Linked DNA regions of Zea mays: region 1 is linked to region 2. The links are chromatin contacts, called in public Hi-C maps. All regions are on one chromosome and are shown on one strand. The core of a region is the stretch at or near the end of the contact, and the rest is flanking DNA. Distances in the headings are between cores, read along the strand shown. Region 1 holds the start of LOC100280481 (lactoylglutathione lyase). Region 2 holds the start of LOC100384319 (DnaJ protein ERDJ2A).

Evidence for each region. Hi-C and Micro-C count contacts between places; a contact is called where the count stands out from the background.
Region 1: a Hi-C map of ear shows a contact between it and region 2, with 2.3 times the contacts expected there. The contact joins the promoter of LOC100280481 here to the promoter of LOC100384319 in region 2. A contact is called at or near these places in 4 of 25 Hi-C or Micro-C datasets (ear, endosperm, leaf and 1 more).

What each region holds. Positions count from the first base shown.
Region 1 is chr2:84,664,108-84,668,542 of Zm-B73-REFERENCE-NAM-5.0, forward strand. LOC100280481 (lactoylglutathione lyase) reads left to right here and starts at 3,014. Exons shown (of 8, transcript NM_001153401.2): 1 at 3,014-3,145; 2 at 3,246-3,380; 3 at 4,081-4,142. The coding sequence starts at 3,074.
Region 2 is chr2:84,266,620-84,271,710 of Zm-B73-REFERENCE-NAM-5.0, forward strand. LOC100384319 (DnaJ protein ERDJ2A) reads right to left here and starts at 1,952. Exons shown (of 10, transcript NM_001322052.1): 1 at 1,541-1,952; 2 at 1,316-1,411; 3 at 716-836; 4 at 502-608; 5 at 175-392. The coding sequence starts at 1,726.

The DNA.
Region 1 (4,435 bases), core at 1,764-4,263, 400 kb after region 2:
TATGTTGCTATCTGTTTATTTTCAATTGTTCCGTGAGTTTACATGCTTATTATATTTATATGATTCATAAGATTTATGTTCTCATGATCCATATTGTTATGGATATATTTGAGATCACGATTTCTTTGGTTAATTATCTTTTATATGTCATCTTCATAATGTTAATTTATGGAATTAAAATGATATGGAAAATGCCTATATTTCTAACAGAAGATGTGGACTATATGCGACTGACTAAAGATTAGCTGGATTTTGGTTTGGAACCACTCGAAACCTTGGGATTTCTCCTAAAGTTCGAGACCCACTCTGAGTCGCCAAAGGTTCCCGAAGGAACAAGACAACCAGAGACCAACGTGACCCGAAATCTTACTAGGGAGCACGAGGTTTGGTAGGTAGAGATTGTTTATTGGAGTTGAGTAAGGGAGAGAGGTTATTTGAATCATTGGTTTTGATTGTGTGTTGAGTCTAGGTGTAATTTGTTTAGTATATTTAGTGGAGGTTATGAGCGCAGTCGTGATTTGGTTGGTTGAGTTTTGCAAAATTTAAACTGGTGGATTATATAGTGGTATAGATATAGATAAAGATATAGATATATATATTTAGATAAGAGTAAAATACATTTCCAGTCCTTAAACTTGTCGCTCTATATCATCTCGGTTCATAACTTTTAAAATGTGTCATCCCGATCCTTAATTAATGTTCGGGTCACATTTAGATTCAAATGAGTGGGTAGTTGACATATGAACCAAACATGTCAGCCTGTTTATCTCTTCTCTCTCTTTCCCTGGTCCTCTCTCACCTTCTCATATCTCCATCGCCGCCGTCGCTCACCTATCGCTGCTACTCCCTTGTCGCCGCCGCTCACCTGTCGTTACTGCTCCATGTTTCGAGAACGAGAAAAGAACCTCATTGAGCCAGCCACTGCTCCAGCCCTCCCCTAGCAGGTAGTCCCTGCGCAACGGAGGGCCACTAGCCACTCTCCACGTATCCATCTGATTTTCCGCCTAGATGCATGCGATGCGTGGGTGACCGACGAGCCCGAGCATGTCGAGGAGGTCGTTCCAGAGCTTGGCGTCGCGCGGTCATGAACCCTGCCGACTTGCGATGGGATGCCATCGGCGTGGGTAGCCTTGATGGCGAGCGTGGACACGAAGCCCACCATCGCCAACCACCCGTTGATCTGCTTCGGCACGAGCCCGCTAAACACCAGTGTGTCCCAGAACCCCATCTTCAGAGCGGCTGCGCTCATATTGGCAACATCCTAAGCATCCTCCTTACTCTGGGAGGCCCTCACAAGTAGCGCGTGGTGCACCGACACGCCGATATGCCCATGCTGGAAGCTGGGCGACGAGGAAGCGCCCGACGCGGGTGCGGTGATCGACAGCTGATGAGGCGGATTAGGTTGAAGCCCGATCACTGCTGTTGGGCACCAATCACTGCTATTGGACGCCAGATGCGATGAGGAAGGGAGTTGGGGCGCCGACGCAGGGATTAGGGGAGCTGACGCTCTAGAGGAAACGGAGGGGACATGAAGAGTGGCCGTTGTTGGGGAGGGGACGGGAGGAGTCGTGGTTGGAGAGGGGAGGGGACGGGAGGAGGAAGAAAAACATGACATATGAGGTCCGATAGAAACATTAAAACAAGAGTAAGAAAGACATAGGTCATAGGATGAAAACGGGTCGGGTATATCCGTCGGGTATCAGAATACGGGTAGTGTAAATACCCGTTTTTTCGGATACGGATTCGAGTAGTTTTATATTCGGGACAGATACACTATCCAGATTCGGGTCGGATACAGAGCGAGGACTACCCGAAAAATACCCAGATATTCGGGTCGGATACGGGTAACCGAAACTCGGGTACCCGTTTTTTCTTTTTCTGCATAATATAGTTATAAAATCACAACTTTTACATATGAAATCGGATGAAGATAAAATTTATATGAAAATTGTAGAGCTTGAAGAGATCTATAACTTTGTAATACATCAATTTTTTGTTTAAACATATCTTTTAGACCAAAATAATTGAAAAAATGTCCAAATTTATATCAAATTAATATACTTTATCATTTTTATGTGTGGGGTTAAGGTTATCTCCACGTGGGAACTTAAGATTATCTTTTTATAGACTATTTATTAGTATTGGTAACTTATTTGTATTTTTCGGTCAATACTACAATATTTTAAGGATTTAATTGTATTTTGATAATTTTCTATGACAAGAAATTAATAATACAGAAATAGCCTAAAAAAATCGTGAAATTTTATGGATACACAGCATATGTCCATATATAACAATAAAAATGTTTGGATCATACAATCTATAAGATGCCCATGTTTTTTCCCTTTCACTTTCACTTATCTGTATGCGTTACATGTGAAATCAATGTAAGTATCCAAGTTTCAACATAATCAGTACTTTACTTTATTATTTTCATACGGGGACTTGAGTTATCTTCATATAAAATTTTATTAGTTTTTGTAACTTATTTGCAATTTTTGAGTGAAACTACAATATTCTATGAATTTTAAATATTGCGGTGTTGTTCTACAATGTCCTTGTGATAAGTAACTTTGAACTGCATGATGTCAATTTTATTGGTTTTCTTTCTTACATTTAATCTATCATATACATAATTATGTATTACTTAACTTATGGATAGTTGGACAATTAATATCATCAGACGAACTACCCGACAATTATCCGGTACCTACCCGAGTAGTATCCGTTATCCGTTTCTTACCCGCCCGTATTATTAACCGGTCCCGTCCTGTATCCGTCCCGAAGCTTAAATAACCGAATCTGGTCTCGTATCCGATAGAAATACATTAAGGTATGATACGAGATGATCATGTATCCGAATGTATCCGTCCCGTTTTTATCCTTAGAAAGACATGCCATGTTAGGAGGCGCTTGGATCTAACTGAGATCCGAATAACAATTAAGGATTGGACTAACACATTTTAAAAGTTTGTAGATGGGGATGACAAACAATTTTAAAGACGGGAAATGTATTTTACTCATATAGATAATCTTATATAAAAATAGGTTTATATATCCTGGTGCTCTTGCCATGGCTGGTGCATCGCTCCTCTCCCCATCCTGCACGCTCCTCCGCCTGATTCCCAGCGCGTCGCACTTCAAGGTCCCGTGTTCCGTACTGGAGGATTTGGATTGATGATTATGGTGACTTTCGCTCAGGTTTCACTCACCATTCCCCGTTGGGAATTTTCTTGATTTCGTAGAGATTCGATCGGGTTCGCCGGTTCGCGCCCGCCGCCATGGCGACTTCCTCAGGACCAAAGGAGGCGCCAGCGAATAACCCTGGGCTCCAGACCGAGGTCGACCCCGCCACCAAAGGCTACTTCTTGCAACAAACGGTAACGCGAGCTTTACTCCTGTCTATTTCACCGAGGGAGTGTGTTTATCAAGCACATGTGCGTGCTATTCAGCTCGGGTTTCCAGTTTTGGTGCTCGATGTGTGGATTCACATAAGTAGTCGTGGCGCACTTCATAAGCAGTGGGATAATCAGTCAGTAGTTGCTGTGCTCTATATCCTATTTGCTCCCCCATCCCGTCCCAATCCAAATTTGCTGCTGCTCTTGTCTTGTGGGATGCAAAGAAAAAATGTATCTGATGAATAATGCATTTGATACCTGTCAAACAATCTGGATATCTCAATTCTGAAGCAGATCCAACTCTGAGCTCACTTTGTTACAAGGGCCAGACATCACAAATAACTAAGCACATATATGCAAAATCCTGTGGGCGCTGGCAAAATCACCATCATTTTTTTTCTCAAACACGCAGGAGAACTGCGTATCATTATATTAAGAAAAGGAAGAATATACATGGATACCGACTTCTGCAAAAAATTGATGCTTAGGAATGCTACTAAATGGGCCCTTGATTGTAAATATCTGACAGGCTTGTATTGCTACTATTCCTGTTTGTTTGCTAAACTAAAATCATTCCGTAGTTTTGGAATTAACCATTGGTGGGCCAGCTTATCCCCATAAGCATTTCTGATGTTGTACTTGCCGAGGTAATGATCACAAAAATTTATGTTCTTTGTTTCAGATGTTACGTGTGAAGGACCCAAAAGTGAGCCTTGACTTCTACTCACGTGTGATGGGCATGTCGTGAGTTTAATTTCTTTCTCTTCCTCCAAATAATATATCCATGCTGAGAAAAAAACAATAACAGCTCATATCTGTTCTTTATAGTTTTGTCCTGTAAATGTAGGGATGTTCTTGAGTGGGATGTTCTTGAGAAAAAAACAATAACAGCCCTAACCCTAGTTAGATTGTGTTAGACTGTGTATGGATTTTATGTGGTTGTGTGTTATGGGCCTAGCCTAGCCCATGTAGGCCATTAGGGTTAGGGAGATATATAATGTATCCCCTACACCCAACCTAGGATATGGATAATTATT
Region 2 (5,091 bases), core at 702-3,201:
AATATTAACAAAAATCTTCTGTTGCTAATGATATTACAGGCCTCATGTCAGTCTAACATCAAAATTCAAAAATCAGATACAGAGCACTTGCACTTTAAACAATATGTGCTAGGGAAACACAAATATTAAATTCCAAAAGTAACAGTGTTAAATGACATGTTCGCAAGTTCATACCTTGGAGCAAGAGATGGCTTCATAAAGTAGTAGTAAGTGGACAAAGTTTGATGCATGACATAGTTTCCAGTATATTTTGATGATCTTGACAAATAAATAACAGCTATCATCAAAGGCAATAATATACAAAATCCGACTATTCCAAGAAGCATTATCCCACCAGATGCACCATCAATATTTAGTAAAAACTTGGGCAAAGCAATGCCCATTTGCAGCCCCTGAATCATAAACAAGATGTATTACCCGTTAGCTTTAGCAGTTCATGGAACATGTGTTGCAAAATTTAGCTCTGATTGAGACATTAGGATCTAATGATGCTAATATTACCTGCCGCCCATCAGGGTGACCATATTTCTCATAATTCTCACGAGATATAGGATCAGTTAATGCTTGATATGCCTTGGATATATATTCAATGAAGTATTTATGAGCCTCTGGGTATGTGTGGGAGAAAAGGCGTAAGAAGAGTTCACCAGGTAAGATATATTTTTTCTTCATTGAGCAACATTAATAATTTATTATAGTGTTACAAATGAGGTACCTGGATCAGGATTTTTATCAGGATGGTACTGAATAGAAAGTCTCCTATATGATTTCTTGATATCAGATTCAGATGCCCCAGCTTCCAGTCCAAGAATACTGAAAGGCTCAAAAACTTGGACCTAAGAAAATTCAAAGCGAAATCATATAACAAATACTGTAATTATATCATGTTATAGACTTGCATGTATAATATCTTCATTTCACTGAATGTTTACGTAATATCAGTATAAAGATGGTTACATAATGGGCATGTTCGATATAAAGAGGCAGGGACATGTCCAACCCTGAAGTCACAAATATCTATGCTAGGAAACACATAACTCTATCTGGAATTAAGTAAGAATCAGACTATAGTTTAGACAAATCACAAATCACGTACAAATGACAACCAAATGAGTTTCCACTAGTAAGGAAAAAAAAAGGCAAATGAGGACAGTGGAAAGTATAAGCAGTTAAGCACTAGGACAGAGCACTTCCAACTGCCGAGAAAAACAGAAGCAGATCTGAGTTATGTTAACTTGATAAGTATACTTGTATCGCAGAAAGAATTGCTCTATCTGATAGCATCAAATTCTTAAGTAGCCCAAAGTTCACATACCTCACGGCTAACAAGCTTTATGTAGTAAACCAGGAATATCATAACAATCCAGAGCAGAAGGATGGTTAGGTTACTGCACGTGGAGAAGTTGGATATCTGTGAAATAAGGGAAGCAGAACTTATTAGTCAGAACAGCAAATCAAGCAACACCCCAAAACAGAAACCAAAAGTAGCCGAACAGAAGAAGTTTAAGAAAAAACAAGAACAAGAACGCGCCGTCCGCACCCTCTTGTAGATCGACTTGCGGTACTTGCCGGAGCGGTGGCAACCCGAGCAGCGGCAGTGGATGGTCTTCGCCTTCTCGGAGGCAGCGCGACACAAGCGCAGGATCGTGTAGGGCACGAGGGGCAGCGCGATCATGGTGAGTATAAAAATCAGGAACAGCGAGCTGTTCTCCTCTGCGGCCGCCATGGCTGCTGTGACCTACCTCCGCTCTCCCGCCCGGCTCGTCTGCGATGTCGCAGGATTTTGCGGAGCCAGGGCCGGATCTGGCAGTGAGGCGGCGGGAGGTGGTACGGGGCGCGCGGATCTGAGGGGTCGCCGGCAGGCGGAGCCACGGACGGAGGCGCGGCCGATTGGGATAGGTTTTGGGGTGTCTTCAGCGGTGCCGCGGTGGGCTGTAGCCTGTAGGCGGTAGTGGTACCACGACACGGAATCGGCACCGCAGAGTCGGTTTGGAGACAAAGCGGGGATGCAGTGGCCTCTCTCTCTCTCTCTCTCTCTCTCTCTCTCTCTCTCTCTCTCTCTCTCTCTCTCTCTCGTGTAAGGACCAAAACGGTAGGAAACGATTGAAAAACACTAGGCAATGTTTGGTTGAAGAGCCAAGTATAACGGAGTCATTCCGTCCTAGTTATGTTGTTGTTCGGTTATAAAGTAATTAGAACGGAATGTCTCTAATTAGGGAATATTTTTCTCAGATCCGAAATCATTCCGCTCCAAAAAATCAACCGAACGGAGCCGCTCTGTTCTCATCCCGCTCTCACAGTCACGCTCCGTTCCGTTCACTCTGCAACCAAACAAAAAACAGAGCTGCTCCGTTACAGATTACCAAACACAGAACAGAGCGGCTCCGTTCCTAAAATCAGGGATGGAACGGCTCCGTTCTACTTGGCTCCTCAACCAAACACTACCTAATACCGTTACTGTTTTCATATTTTGTTATCGGAAACGAAATCGGAAACGGTAATTTCGAAAACAGAAACGACATCGGTATTTCGAAATCATCGTGTCGGGGACCATAATTAGGGATACCACCAAAACTCCTAATCTCAGCTGGTAACCCCCGTCAGCACAAAGCTGCAAAGGCCTGATAGGCGCGATTCAGGACAAGGCTCCGTCCACTCAAGGGACACGATCCCGCCTCGCCCGAGCCCAGCCTCGGGCAAAGGCAGGCGACCCAGTAGGATTCACGTCTCGCCCGAGGGTCCCCTCAAGCAACGGACGCACCTTCGGCTCGCCCGAGGCCCAGGCTTCGCGGAGAAGCAACCTTGGCTAAATCGCCACGCCAACCGACCATATCGCAGGGGCATTTAATCCTGACGCGCGCTCCTCAGTCGAAAGAGCCGAAGTGATCGCAGTCACTTCGCCGCTCCACTGACCGAACTAACAGGAAAACAGCGTCGCCTGCCCTGCTTCGACTATTGTGCCACTCGACAGAGTGATGCTGACAGCAGCCAAGTCCAGCCTCGGGCGCCATAGGAAGCTCCGCCTCGCCCGACCCCAGGGTTCGGACTCAACCTCGACCTCGGACGACGGACTCCGCCTCGCCCGACCCCAGGGCTCGGACTCAGCCTCGACCTCGGACGACGGACTCAGCCTCGACCTCGGACGACGGACTCCGCCTCGCCCGACCCTAGGACTCGGACTCAGCCTCGACCTCGGAAGACGGTCTCCGCCTCGCCCGACCTCAGGGCTCAGACTCGACCTCGACCTCGGAGGAGCCTCCGCCTCGCCCGACCTCGGGCTCGGACCGACCACGTCACAGGAGGGGCCATCATTACCCTACCCCTAACTAGCTCAGGCTACGGGGAACAAGACCGGCGTCCCATCTAGCTCGCCCCGGTAAACAAGTAATGGTGGCACCCCGCGTGCTCTATGACGACGGCGGCTCTCAGACCCTTACGGAAGCAAGGAGACGTCAGCAAGGATTCGACAGCCCCGACAGCTGTACTTCCACAGGGCTCAAGCACTCCTCCGACGGCCACGACATCACATGAACAGGGCGCCAAAACCTCTCTGACTGCCACGACAGCATGTACTTAGGGATCTAGCTCCTCTCTGCTAGACACGTTAGCACACTGCTACACCCCCCATTGTACACCTGGGCCCTCTCCTTACGCCTATAAAAGGAAGGTCCAGGGCTCTCGTACGAAAAGGTTGGTCGCGCGGGAGAACGGGCTGGCGGACAGTCTCTCTCTCTCTCCCTCGTGGACGCTTGTAACCCCCTACTGCAAGCGCACCCGACCTGGGCGCAGGACAACACGGAGGCCGCGGGTTTCCCTTTTGCCGTCTTTCCCCCCTTTGTGCTCCGTCTTGCGCCGACCCATCTGGGCTGGGACACGCGGCGACAATTTACTCGTTGGTCCAGGGACCCCCCGGGGTCGAAACGCCGACAGTTGGCGCGCCAGGTAGGGCCCTGCTGCGTGTTGACGAACAGCTTCCCGTCAAGCTCCAGATGGGTAGTCTCTGAAAGGATCACGATGCCCAAGAGGGGGGTGAATTGGGCTTTTCTAAAAATCAACACTAATTAAAGACTAAGCAAGAGCTAAGCAAGAGCCCAACTTCACCCCAACAATTAGCACTAAGAATATAATACTAGAAATGCAACAATGCTAAGACAATACTTCAAATACTTGCTAAACAAATACACAATGTAAAGTGCTTGAATTAAGTGCGGAATGTAAAGCAAGGTTTAGAAGACTCCTCCAATTTTTTCCCGAGGTATCGAAGAGTCGGCACTCTCCACTAGTCCTCGTTGGAGCACCCGCTCAAGGGTATCGCTCCCCCTTGGTCCTCGCAAGAACCAAGTGCTCACTACGAGATGATCCTTTGCCACTCTGGCGCGGTGGATCCCTCGAGACCGCTTACAAACTTGAGTCGGGTCACCAACAAGATCTTCACGGTGATCACCGAGCTCCCAACGCCACCAAGCCGTCTAGGTGATGCCGATCACCAAGAGTAACAAGCCGTAGACTTTCGCTTGACCAAGAGAAGCCTAATGCAAGTGGTGTGTGCTCTAGGTGGCTCTCACTAGCGCTAATGAGGAACAAACGCGGATTATGATTCTCTAATCTCCTCACTAGGCTTTTGGTGCTTGCAATGCTCTAGCAATGTGCTGGAATAAATGTGGAGTGCAAGACATTGAATATGGTGGGTGGAGGGGGTATAAATAGCCCTCACCCACCAACTAGCCGTTACAGGCATCTCACTGCGCAATGGCGCACCGGACAGTCCGGTGCGCCACCGGTGCGCCAACGGTCGTTTCCAACGGCTAGTTCTGACAGCTAGCCGTTGGACTCATGGCACACCGAACAATGAACAGTTCACTGTCCGGTGCACACCAGACAGTCCGGTGCGATGTCCGGTGCGCCACTAAAATTCAACTCCCAAACCTGCGCTCTCGGGTTTCTGCGGAGGGAAAGCCTCTGCCGCGGACCAGCCTGGCCCCACCTGGCAGAGGGTGCACCGGACAGTCCGGTGCACACCGGACAGTCCGGTGCCCCAAGGCCAGAAACACTAACTCTTGTTTTTTAGCTGATTTTCAAATCGGTTTTCGC